Linked DNA regions of Mus musculus: all the other regions are linked to region 4. The links are chromatin contacts, called in public Hi-C and HiChIP or PLAC-seq maps. All regions are on one chromosome and are shown on one strand. The core of a region is the stretch at or near the end of the contact, and the rest is flanking DNA. Distances in the headings are between cores, read along the strand shown.

What was found. Hi-C and Micro-C count contacts between places; a contact is called where the count stands out from the background. HiChIP or PLAC-seq counts read pairs in DNA pulled down with a chosen protein or histone mark.
Region 1: a Hi-C map of adipose-derived mesenchymal stem cells shows a contact between it and region 4, with 2.2 times the contacts expected there. The contact joins the enhancer-like site here to the promoter of Rarb in region 4. A contact is called at or near these places in 3 of 484 Hi-C or Micro-C datasets (adipose-derived mesenchymal stem cells and uterus), 6 of 115 datasets of contacts at active chromatin or transcription factors (craniofacial prominence, differentiating embryonic stem cells, extraembryonic endoderm stem cells and 3 more) and 1 of 9 other capture datasets (embryonic stem cells).
Region 2: a contact with region 4 is called in an H3K27ac HiChIP or PLAC-seq map of neural progenitor cells, with 5 times the contacts expected there. The contact joins the enhancer-like site here to the promoter of Rarb in region 4. A contact is called at or near these places in 5 of 484 Hi-C or Micro-C datasets (liver, nephron progenitors and uterus), 5 of 115 datasets of contacts at active chromatin or transcription factors (neural progenitor cells, neural tube, pancreatic cancer cells and 1 more) and 1 of 9 other capture datasets (liver).
Region 3: an H3K4me3 HiChIP or PLAC-seq map of neural tube shows a contact between it and region 4, with 3 times the contacts expected there. The contact joins the enhancer-like site here to the promoter of Rarb in region 4. A contact is called at or near these places in 4 of 484 Hi-C or Micro-C datasets (cranial neural crest and uterus), 3 of 115 datasets of contacts at active chromatin or transcription factors (craniofacial prominence, neural tube and stem cell-derived neural progenitor cells) and 1 of 9 other capture datasets (embryonic stem cells).

The regions. Positions count from the first base shown.
Region 1 is chr14:17,010,837-17,014,151 of GRCm38.p6, forward strand. It overlaps a transcript of Rarb not described here. Among named protein-coding and RNA genes, the nearest start is that of Gm32121, 400 kb to the right of the region's middle. Within about 2 kb of position 1,610, at least 14 of the 459 cell types and tissues checked have an H3K27ac peak or open chromatin away from gene starts, as enhancers often do. A contact at or near this core is called in adipose-derived mesenchymal stem cells and pancreatic cancer cells, where this site is marked.
Region 2 is chr14:16,839,548-16,842,469 of GRCm38.p6, forward strand. It overlaps a transcript of Rarb not described here. Among named protein-coding and RNA genes, the nearest start is that of Rarb, 270 kb to the left of the region's middle. Within about 2 kb of position 1,599, at least 26 of the 459 cell types and tissues checked have an H3K27ac peak or open chromatin away from gene starts, as enhancers often do. A contact at or near this core is called in neural progenitor cells and neural tube, where this site is marked.
Region 3 is chr14:16,957,849-16,961,084 of GRCm38.p6, forward strand. It overlaps a transcript of Rarb not described here. Among named protein-coding and RNA genes, the nearest start is that of Rarb, 380 kb to the left of the region's middle. Within about 2 kb of position 1,878, at least 43 of the 459 cell types and tissues checked have an H3K27ac peak or open chromatin away from gene starts, as enhancers often do. A contact at or near this core is called in neural tube, where this site is marked.
Region 4 is chr14:16,574,036-16,577,003 of GRCm38.p6, forward strand. Rarb (retinoic acid receptor, beta) reads right to left here and starts at 1,441. Exons shown (of 8, transcript NM_011243.2): 1 at 823-1,441. The coding sequence starts at 979.

The DNA.
Region 1 (3,315 bases), core at 360-2,859, 440 kb after region 4:
ATTAAAAAATGGGGCTCAGAACTGAACAAAGAATTCTCACCTGAGGAATACCGAATGGCAGAGAAGCACCTGAAAAAATGTTTAACATCCTTAATCATCAGGGAAATGCAAATCAAAACAACCCTGAGATTCCACCTCACACCAGTCAGAATGGCTAAGATCAAAAATTCAGGTGACAGCAGATGCTGGCGAGGATGTGGAGAAAGAGGAACACTCCTCCATTGTTGGTGGGAGTGCAGGCTTGTACAACCACTCTGGAAATCAGTCTGGCGGTTCCTCAGAAAATTGGACATAGTACTATCGGAGGATCCAGCAATACCTCTCCTGGGCATATATCCAGAAGATGCCCCAACTGGTAAGAAGGACACATGCTCCACTATGTTCATAGCAGCCTTATTTATAATAGCCAGAAGCTGGAAAGATCCTAGATGCCCCTCAACAGAGGAATGGATACAGAAAATGTGGTACATCTACACAATGGAGTATTACTCAGCTATTAAAAAGAATGAATTTATGAAATTCCTAGCCAAATGGATAGACCTGGAGGGCATCATCCTGAGTGAGGTAACACATTCACAAAGAAACTCACACAATATGTACTCACTGATAAGTGGATATTAGCCCCAAACCTAGGATACCCAAGATATAAGATATAATTTGCTAAACACATGAAACTCAAGAAGAATGAAGACTGAAGTGTGGACACTATGCCCCTCCTTAGATTTGGGAACAAAACACCCATGGAAGGAGTTACAGAGACAAAGTTTGGAGCTGAGATGAAAGGATGGACCATGTAGAGACTGCCATATCCAGGGACCCACCCCATAATCAGCATCCAAACGCTGACACCATTGCATACACTAGCAAGATTTTATTGAAAGGACCTAGATGTAGCTGTCTCTTGTGAGACTATGCCGGGGCCTAGCAAACACAGAAGTGGATGCTCACAGTCAGCTAATGGATGGATCATAGGGCTCCCAATGGAGGAGCTAGAGAAAGTACCCAAGGAGCTAAAGGGATCTGCAACCCTATAGGTGGAACAACATTATGAACTAACCAGTACCCCGGAGCTCTTGACTCTAGCTGCATATATATCAAAAGATGGCCTAGTCGGCCATCACTGGAAATAGAGGCCCATTGGACTTGCAAACTTTATATGCCCCAGTACAGGGGAACACCAGGGCCAAAAAGGGGGAGTGGGTGGGCAGGGGAGTGGGGGTGGGTGGATATGGGGGACTTTTGGTATAGCATTGGAAATGTAAATGAGCTAAATACCTAATAAAAAATGGAAAAAAAAAGAAAAAAATTATGTTCTCAAAAGAGGCAACACTCTTCTTAAAGCCTAAAATTTAATGAAGAAAAAGGGTATTTACACACCTGCATGACACTTGTGTGCACACTTGCAATACACGTAAGCACACACTTAATAAATTCCTCTTATATACTAGATAATAAAAATAAATTAGTCATCACCAATAAAACAAGATTTTTTTTTTTTTTTGATTAGGAGCCTGGAGAGATGACTCAGCAGCTAAGAATGCTTCCTGCTTTCTAAGGGCCATTATTTGGTTTAAACCACATACTAGGCAGTTCATAGTTACCTTTAACTCCAACTCCTGGGGATCTGATGCCCTCATGTGACCTTCTTTTGTATACACACACACACACACACACACAGAGAGAGAGAGAGAGAGACAGAGACAGAGACAGAGACAGAGACAGAGACAGAGACAGAGACAGAGACAGACATACAGACAGAGAGGCAGAGGCACCCACAGGTATAAGTAAATATAAAATTAAAGTTTTAGAAATCAAAGATAATTCAATTTAAAAATTAGCCCCACAGGCTAAAGAAGTCCTTTCAGCATCCAGCCAAAGGGGTCAAGGCAGAAGGAAATTAATGAGACAAGAAGAGTAAGCATGAAGTTTTCTCAGCAAAATGGGGGCCCAGTGTGATATGCCATGTAAGCCTGCTTTGATATCAAAACATCTAAGTAATACACATGTTATTATAGGCCCTGCATTGCACCATGTCAGACTGACAAAACAGTCATATTACTTTATATTCAAATGGGATCTGCTTAAACCTTACCTTCTAGAAATGAACCACTAGTGCCCAAGAGAACCTGGCAGAGTGCTGAGTCACTACACCACAGGAGAGCAGATGTGTTCATCATGAAATCAGCAGTGTCAACTCTGCGTCACTATTGGGAATATCACATCCATTTCCCTCTAAAGTCTGTTTCTTATTCTAGACCTGTGAGCCTGATCTCCACTAAGCAATTCTGACAAGCCAATGCCCTCTCCCTACCCTATTTCCTACCATCCTCTAGTCAGGTCATCAATAATTCATGTTGAACAGTTCATAGTCCAGAGAGCAACCAAAAAGGATGGAATTGCCTCTTATGGAGAACTAACTACTCAGAATATCTCTCTCTCTCTCTCTCTCTCTCTCTCTCTCTCTCTCTCTCTCTCTCTCTCTCCCTCTCTCTCCCTCTCTTTCTCTCTCAGTTTCTCCCCGTTTGTTCCCTGTCCCTATTTCTTACAATTTCTTAAGTCAATACAATGTATTTTGCTCCAGGGATTCCAGTGAAACACACACAAATATGGTGTGAAATAGAAAGCAATCCACATTTCAAAATCACTACAACAGTATCTATAGGAATTTGAAAAAGTGCTAGGATATATAAGAGTTTTAAAAATGCAATCCCAGCACTTGGGAGGCAGAGACAGGCAGATTTCTGAGTTCGAGGCCAGCCTGGTCTACAGAGTGAGTTCCAGGACAGCCAGGGTTACACAGAGAAACCCTGACTTGAAAAAAAACAAAACAAAACAAAACAAAAAAACAAAAAAACAAAAACAAAAAAAAGCTCATACAAACTAGTTTGGTCTTAGAAAAGGGTGGGAAAACAAATTCCAGAACATAGAAATAAAAAAGAAAAGGGGGGGGGATGTCCAAGTAAATGTAAGTCTTTACAACAAAAGGCAAAGGACTGAGCATGTGCTGTAAGACTCAGTAAAGGTTTGGCCTTTAGTCAACTGAATGAAACACAGAAAATAATATGGCCTCTGCATCCCTAGGTCTGAAATCCCAAGACTGGAAGTGTGCATGAGAAGAATGTCAGGTTTTGGATGTTCGGATTAGCCAACAAATATCAGATATTCCCAGCTCTGCTTACAAACACTTTGGAGACTATGTCTTCCTCAATGTGCACTATAAGAGCTGTTTTCAAAACAGTAAGAGGGGCCTGTCAGTTGAGAAGCTCAGGGTCATAAAGGCAGTATGCCAGGAAAAGCACAGGCATTGTTCCTATG
Region 2 (2,922 bases), core at 349-2,848, 270 kb after region 4:
GGCAGTTAAAGAGAACACAGGCCCAAGTCTAAACATTGTCTTTTGAACTCTTGAACACACATGAGAATTCAAAAAAATGCACCTAAAAAAGGCCACACACCTGAACTGGCACAAATAAGCCATGTGTTAGTTGTCTATTAGTTACTTTTCTGGGTAGGCCCCATAACCCACTTTGGGACTATGTAGAGAGAGGACTTTTCAAAAATGGGTATGCTGAGAAGCCAGTTCATTTGCAATAACTTCTGCAGTTACAAACTTAAGGTATCTCCTGACCCCAATAGAAATCTCTCTCATCCATAAGAGAAAGGGGGGCAAAAGAAAAAGAGAGAAAATAGGAGGAAAGTGGGAGAGAAAAGGAGAGAGAGGAGGAAGGGAGAAAGAAAAGAAGAGAAAAAAGAAAAGGAAAGGAAAGAAAAGAAACAAAACAGACACAAGGAATGTTTTTCTTTGCAAGGCTAGAGCTTACAGTTAAGACCCATGATGATCTGCATCTATATACAGGAACTCGACAGCTTCCCTTACTGATCATGAACCAGTGAGCAGGTCCTCTACACTTCCTTCCTGAGATCTCAAAGCAGACTTCAGATCAAGTTATGAGGATGGACATCACAGAGATATATACACAAAGTGCACACAGTCATGTGTACAATTGCCCAGCTGCGCAACCATATACATAAACACATACATGCACTCACACTCATGCGTAGAACTTCCTACTCATATATACATATACACATGCATATCTGTATGCACACACACAAATGCACACATACATGTATAGACATAGACATACATAAACAAATGCACACACACACATAGTGCACACACCCTACCCCACAGCTCCTAGCTATGTAATGGACTCTTTTTTTTTTTTTTGCAAAACCTGGTTCCATAGTATTGAGTTCTCTGGGTGTGAGACTGTTAGCCCTTGCTTGTTGTTAAGAGTTTATATCATTTGAAATGTCAATAAATTAAGTAAAAAATTAAAAATTAAATACTAAATGATTATGGTAATAGAATATAAATCATGGAAATATGATTAAAATAATATTTTAAATAATTGCTATTTCAAAACTGATGGCATTCTAATTATGAGTTTCTGTGTGGTGTAAGGGAATGCTGTAGACGTTCAGGTAAGACCTCAGTTTCATTGAGTCGATTTTAAACGCAATCAGTTCACACGTTTGTGAGAAAGATAGAGTGAGTTGACATGTTTGGAGCTGCTCCTGGTGCCCAGGAAGCTCTAGTATTTCTTAATACTGTCGAGGCCATGAGAAAACCTTAGAGCATTAGGCATATTTGATTGAATGAATCAGTTCATACTCATACTGGAACAAAGAAAAAATACAACTCAATTTATTTTTAACAAATGCTTCACTGTTTCCTGTGCTGTGTGAATTATGCATCCATTTGTATGAAGTATTATTGACACACATACACAAATTCTGCAGTTTAGAGTGATTTCTTGACTGAAAAATAAGTTCAGGGAATTTGCTAGAAAGCCACAGACATAACGAAGTCGCTCTTCTTTCCCCTGACTAGGATTCAGCTCCAGAGCGCTGACTCTGCAGTTGGCAGTGGTTACTGTGAAAAGCCTGCCAGGCCCCTAACTATTGTATCACACGAGCAATCTGCCAGAGTCAGCACCACTTTCAGTCCTGTTCTTGTTAAGACCATGTTGTTTCTCTCTTGCTTAAGCTACCATTTATAAGCACAAAAAATTCTCTGCCTCAAAAGTCCTCGGGACCAAAACACAGCATTGGGTATCTTATACTAAGAAGGACTCAAAAATACTGTCTAAGGCATTTTAAAATCTTCTCTCTCTCTCTCTCTCTCTCTCTCTCTCTCTCTCTCTTTCTCTCTCGTGTGTGTGTGTGCACGTGGTGAGAGTGTCTTCAATTAGACTCTGTATTAAAAGTAAAATAACACTATAACACTTATTTATTATTCTTTTAAAATTTTAATTTCACTTTTAAAATTACAATAAAAATAAATGACAACTCTAAAAGTCTGTTTCTTTTTTCTTTTTCAAGCGGTAGCAGAATGTGTGTGACCAGAGAGTCATCACAACCGAGGGAGATTAATAGCCAGAAATCTCTCAGTGGCAATGTGCGTGAACGGGCCACATGTCTGTGACATTTTCCTGCATCCACTCAAACAGATGGGCCTCCAGGGTGAGCTGGCCTCTGTGGAGATGAATGAGACTCCACAGTTCTTAGCACAGTGGTATAGAAATGGCCCAGATTCAGTGCAGAGGCATTCCTACAGAAACAAAGCGGGGCCACAAAGGTGTCCTGTCCCAGGGTGTATCAATGCAGATCCATCCGTTATCGAGCCCCATTCATTCTCATTAAAGCTACATTCAGTATCAGATGACACTGTTCAGGCACCCCATGGAAATCCTGAGGACCTGATCATCCATTAACTAGGATTGATGTTGATATGGCCGACCGGGTAGAGAAGGCTGACAACTAGTGATACAGTTAGAAAAGCGCCTGGCAGAAACCAAACATGCAGAGAACGCAGACTCACCCATGAGCAAATGACTAAGGCCTCCTGTGCTGGCAAAGGTCACTCAAGACATTGAAATTCAATGAAGGGGCCTATAAACTAAGCAAACAAGCAAACCCCAGGGAACCTCGCCTGCAGAAGACTGGAGACCAATGTCCCTTCTCTGTAGAAAGGAGTCAGCATGGGGCAGACTTCACAGAAATCTGAGAGAGTTATGGTTGCAAGGTACATCTGGCACACAGGTGTGTGGTCTGGTCTTCCTAAGCCAGAAATCACCATCACTTGCCAAGAATCCTATTGTTGTTTTGGGTGGAAAACAGAAAGAATTATAGCTTCTAGATTATAATGATTTTTAATTTTTTTTAAAAGGCTGTTGGCTCTAGCTAAAATTTTTTCCTCCAGCAGATTATC
Region 3 (3,236 bases), core at 628-3,127, 380 kb after region 4:
AATTTCCTCTTTCCTTTGTTTAAAAAAATTGACTCACTTCCAACCCCCTTTGAAAGAGAGTGTTTAAAAATTGTTATTTAAAGCATATACAAACTCCATTTCGCATCCCTCCTGACCATTCTCAGGTTACAAGACACTGAAGTGCATTTGGCTGGCAGCCCGGTGTATTTATGACTACTAATAAATGAGTCACTGGTATAAGAATGCAAATTTTATGTGGCTCGTGTATAAATGGGCCAGTTAAGAATGACCAGATACACATTTTATGTGTCTGCTAAATAATTATGACATAGAAGTACAGCTTGTGAATTTAACATTAAAAAAAAAGAAATGGATTCCAATAATCTTAGAATGAGTGTTTATCAAAACGTGGTTTTGGTGAATTAAAGTTATTTTAACAATAAAAACACAAAGTGATCAGTTTTAAAAGCAGTATTGAAACTTATATTCCCCTAAGAGTCCCTCCCCTAAGGGCTTCAAGCCTCCTCATCACTGAACCTGGCCCACAAATTCACTCCCAGAGTTTCAACATTTTCCCTGGTTCTTCACAAGGGACAGGAAGCACTTCTTGTTCAGAGCTTTGACAGGAGACGTGGGAAAATTACAAGAGTGGGAGGGTAATGGCAGTTGGCAGGGTCTGAGGTGACAGGATAGGGATGTATGTTGGCCCAGAGTGTGGGAGGCTAGAGCCATGCAGATCAACAAACTGTGGAATCATACCTGACTGCTCTATACTCAAAATTCACTTGGTGCTTATATCTTACATGTTTACATACACACACACACACACACACACACACACACAGGCAGACAGACATACACATATACACAGAAAGAGAGACATACAGAGACAGAAGACAGTCACACACACAAATGCACAGAGTGAGAGACAGACACACACACAGAGACAGTCACAGGCAGACACACAGACAGATAGACAGTCATCTATACACACACACAAACACACAGAGAGAGACACAGATGGCACACACAAATGCAGAGAGAGAGTGAGAGATAGCACGCTCGAGGGAGGCAGACAGACATATAGACAGACAGACATACAGACATAGAGAAAATTATGTGAGGAAATAGATGTACCTGTAACTCAATTTGCCAGAAATAAGATGATTTGGAAAAAGTAATTCTGAAGACAGAAATGCTTACAGTAAGCGTGAATAATAAATGTCAGAAAGCATACATTGCCAAACCATGGTGAACACCTTAATTTATATCATTTCATTTGTTAATTATACCTCAATAAGTTGGAAAACATAAAGGCATAGTCACACACTATGGAGGATGAAATGTACTTTCACAAATAATCCTTTTTGTTGTAACTTCACAAACAAAGTGACATGCCAGCATTTGTCAATGTGTGCCCCTTCCTTAGAAAGCCAGTGGGCGAGTAAGAACGGCATGCTCATATGAGGCTTTCAATCCAACCCATCTCCTTATAGCAGTCTTAAAGGACTCAGAAAATCTAGCCTGTGCTACAGTAACCCTGAAGACATAAATGCTTGCAGTAAATGTGTCTGCTTTGTAGATTAAACACAATGGAAGAGCTGGAGTTACAGAGTCCCACAGTGAAGTTCATGCTCATTTGTGCTCTTAATTGCAACGAAGTGAAGTGTTCAGGGCAGTAAATTTTATTAAGAAATCAAAGTGCAACCTTAAAAGGAATAGAAGAAATCATTGCAGCTAATGGGGACATGGGTAACCAATCAATCACACAGTGGATTAGATTCTCACAACTGTGTTGTTTTATTTGGTGTCCATCAAGTTGCATAAAGGAGAACACTCAAGAGTGCAATTTCTCTATCAGGGCCTGGATTTGATATAATTTCTCTAGTCTTGACAGTGAGTGATAGCCGCATACAATAAAGAAAGTCCTGGGTCAGCTGGCTAAAGAGCCAGCTCAGAGCAAAGGGCTACAAAGCCAGCAGAAAACTTTGACTGCGTGCTGCCCCTGAAGAGTTAGCCCGAGCTTTAGACAGCTGTGAGCACACATCACCAACGCCTCCACTGACACCAAAAAGACTATGGATTTGATGGGAATTCTAAGGTTCATGACTAAGGTACAATTTTCTGGAAAACTGGGAAGAACAGTATGTCACACATGTCTCCTTCTCTCACTGCTGGAGAAGGGAAACTCAGCCACTGATTGTATGTGCAGGGGAAGATGGCTAGTAAATGCTACCCTCTAATTGCTTGGTCATCTCGGATGTCTCCCCTCTTCTGTGTTCTGCACTCCCCTGTTTCTTGACTGTGGTGTCAACACCTCCACTCCTCCCTGAGTTCCTGGGCTCCCAGAGCAGTCTTTATATTAATTTTTATTATTTATGCACATACAAATCCAACTTCTTAGTTATTTTATTATTAGTTAATCTTTTTAAATTGACTTCAGATCACAATATGGGAAATGATACTCTGTCCTCCAGGGCTTCAAATCTTAAAGAGGAATTTAGGCTAAGGAAAAAGGGAGGAATTTTAAGAAGGCCTTATCTAGGCACGCACGTGTTATCTCATGAATTATGAGTGTATCATAATAGGAGGAAAAGGGTCATGACCTTCAGAGTTCTCAAACACACTCCTACTCAGTTGCTTACTGGAACATGTTCCTCTTATCCCTCTGCTTTAGGGACTGAGAAAAGCCACTAGAGCTAGGACATAAAGACAGAATTTTCGAGCTAGATCTCAAGAACCTCTCCAACAGATGCAAATGAAGATGTTGGTTTCAAATATTTAGAGGGTAAATAGCCACCATGAACAACACTGTGGAGAGAAGGCCCGGGATGTGGATGGTGAGGAATTGAGGGTGGCAAGCAACATTCCCTGGGGTTTGGAGATGGTGACAGACACAGGGAATGTCAGGTTGACATATTAAACTCTGGTGATAACACACTGCTCACCAATCCACCCTTCCAGAACTTCCAATGAAAAGCAAAATTCATAACAAGATTTAATCATTTGCTAAACTAAACAGACATTTCACAACTCCTTCTCCTTGGAAGACTGTTCTGCATTGCAGAAATATGAGGAAGGAAACAGAATATACAGCCTCAGTGAGCTCCTGAGATGGGGGACTGTCTTTAAATTATCTAAGCAGATAGGACTTGTGGGTAGACATTATGCCAGATAGAACACCTATCTCATAGTACTTCTGTGATAATCTAGTAAGAAAATGGCCAGAAGATTGGTTGCTTTTTTTTTTTATCATCAGAGTTTAATAAACTTTG
Region 4 (2,968 bases), core at 191-2,690:
CACCATGTCAGCATCAGATAACCAAACAGTCAATATTGTTTTTGAAAACGAGGCTACCCCATTTAGATTTCTTTTCCTTTAACTGAAGTCCAGGCTCCTGACTGAATTGTAAGGTATGGAAATAATGAATGGCCAGCCCGAGGGGTGTTGGTGACCAGGAGTAACCTAGCAAAACAGAAACTTCTTAGACCAACAAAGTAACTCGGAGAGATGGCAGTGGGGTCACAGCTAAGACATATTGCCTTTTCTCGGTGAAGGGAACGAGGGAGGCAGCATCTTGCACCATCCTGCCCGGTACATTATGAACTCTGATTAACCGCCTTTACACGGTTGCATTCCTTGAAGAGACCATGTCATATTTTAATTACTTTGCACTGTTGAAATACATAAGGGGGAAGTGTTACTGAGCTCGTGGCTAATCCCAGCAAAGTTAAGTCCCCTCTCTACCCGTTACACAAATTGCATGGAATATCAGATTGCACTACTTGAAGAATGTTCAAAGTCCGTGGTCACCTTCTATTTTTCCCCTTCCTTTCGTACTTATTTAAAAACAAACAAACAAACAAACAAAAAACACCTATCTTCAAGAAAGAATAGGGTGGTAAGGGAGAACAGGGGCGCAGGAGCGTTTCAAGAAACCTCTCCAAGGGAATTTCAGCAGAGGGAATCCATATGCATGGCAGCCTATCACACCCCTTCAGCATTAAATCATTAAACCCTTTGTCTTGCCACCACTGCACTTTATTCCAGTGTCTTTATTGCATGCAAGAGAGACATTTATTTTTCCTTGGTAAAAGAAAGGAAAAAAAATAATAAACCTACATTGAGCAGTATGCCGGTGCTGCCATTCGGCCTGGGTGAATCCACTGAGGCAGGCTTTGAGAGCCTTTTCCTGCAGCATGCAGGAGGAAGGGCTCGCGGTGTAGAAATCCAGGATCTGCCCGGGACTCACTGACAGAACATCCATACAGTCAAACATGATCTCTCCGCACCGCGCTCTGCAAAAGTGCTTATCCTCTAGGTGTGGAGGCGAGCCGCACAGAAAAGTCCACGAACTCCATCAAACTCTGCCCCTTTTTTGGCACGTAGGCTGTTGGTCTTTTTCCCAGCCCCGAATCATGAATTATGACAGACAAGCCAGCTAAAAGCCTGTAATTGATCCAAATGATCATTTACCATTTTCCAGGCTCGCTCGGCCGATCCAGCCAGGGCGGGGGTTCCCGCACCGATCCCAAGTTCTCCCTTCCAGGCGACGCCCGCGCAGGCCTCCGGGAGCGCGCGGGTCCTACCCCGCCGGTGCCCAGACGCTCCCTGCCCGGGTGGCTCGCGTCCTCTGCATCCCAGTCTTGTGGCCGCGGCGCACGGGAACTCTGGTCCCCCCCTTTGGCAAAGAATAGACCCTCCTGCCTCGGAGCAGCTCACTTCCTACCACTTCTGTCACACGGAATGAAAGATTGAATTGCCTAATATATGCGAGTGAACTTTCGGTGAACCCTTCCCGGGCTGCTAACCTTCAAATGACCCAACCAGTCTGACATCACCAACTCCCAGGATTCTCACAGCGCTTAAAAACTCCCAGCAGCCCTGCAAGAGCCTTCAGCCAGCGAGTCCGCGGCCAGCCGCGCGGTGCTCCCCACGGCTCAGCGTGCAAACAATGCCAGGAGCGCAGGGAGGAGCGGGAGTGCGGCTGCGGTTTGCGCCTTTTCATCGGCCGGCCCTGGCAGGGAGACCCTCGCCCTCAGCTCGCCTCTGAAATTCCTCTCTGCTCTCCTGTTCCTGGCCAAGCCCTTGCAACTTAGGTATCTTTCCACTCCCGTAAAAGCACTCCGCAAGCCCCGAACTGCCCATCAGGAGCCCCGCCACCGCTCGCAGAGGGAAGCCTCTGGGGCCGGGAAACTTTCCATTAAGCCTGCCGTCTTTTTATTCCTTCTTCATATTATTATTATTATTATTATTATTATTATTTCCTCCCTTTTTCTCACTCTTTCAGGCTTTAGCTGAGCTCGCTGAAGGGATTGTCCTAGCTCCGGAGGGGAGAGAAAAGTCCCTTCTGGGATCTACTTAGACTTTAAAAACCCTGCAGGCAGAAACACCTGGAGCAGTCACAGATTAGTTGCACCAAACTCTGTTCCTAATCTCACCTTTCTCTTCTTTCTATCCACCACCTCCCTCCCCCCACCCCCCACCCCCCACCCCCCATTGCCAATCGCACTCTCACAAACACAGAAAGTGAAAGGCAAAACACAGAGACTGAGGTGTGTGTGTGTGTGTGTGTGTGTGTGTGTGTGTGAGAGAGAGAGAGAGAGAGAGAGAGAGAGACAGACAGACAGAGAGAGATATAGAGACAGAGAGAGACAGAGAGAGATATAGAGACAGAGAGAGACAGAGAGAGATATAGAGACAGAGAGAGACAGAGAGAGATATAGAGACAGAGAGAGAGAGACAGAGAAAGAATTTTAGATTCTGGTTTGCTGGTTGGTGAAAACAGTAACTCTGTCACTGGCCATCTGTGTGTCTAGGAAAATACTGATTTTCTCTAGGACCCAGTTTTCTCATCTGTATACCATCCATAGAACGTAAATAACTACCTGTCACTTCTCAATAAACACACAAAAGGAATATTAGCAGTGTCTCAGCCTCCTGTTTCTAGCTGTGGGACTTTTGCCAAGGATACCCAGACCTTCCTGAGGCTACAGTGTTCAGCAGTTAGTAGACTTGTGCCCTGTCTGAACCCACGCCAATCCTCAGTCTATGCACAGAGTGTTGGTGGCCACTTCGTCAGGCACAGGTCCCCACACATAACGTGGAGTTTGAAAATACTCCTCATACTGGGCAAGTATGAGGGTTTTATAATTCTGAAAGCTAGACTTGGCTCAGACCACCCCTGTCCAATTATACCTGTTTTAAAAAAATACAAATAAAAAACCTAATCTTCAGACAAGAGGATTTCTCTTTTCTTTTTTTAACT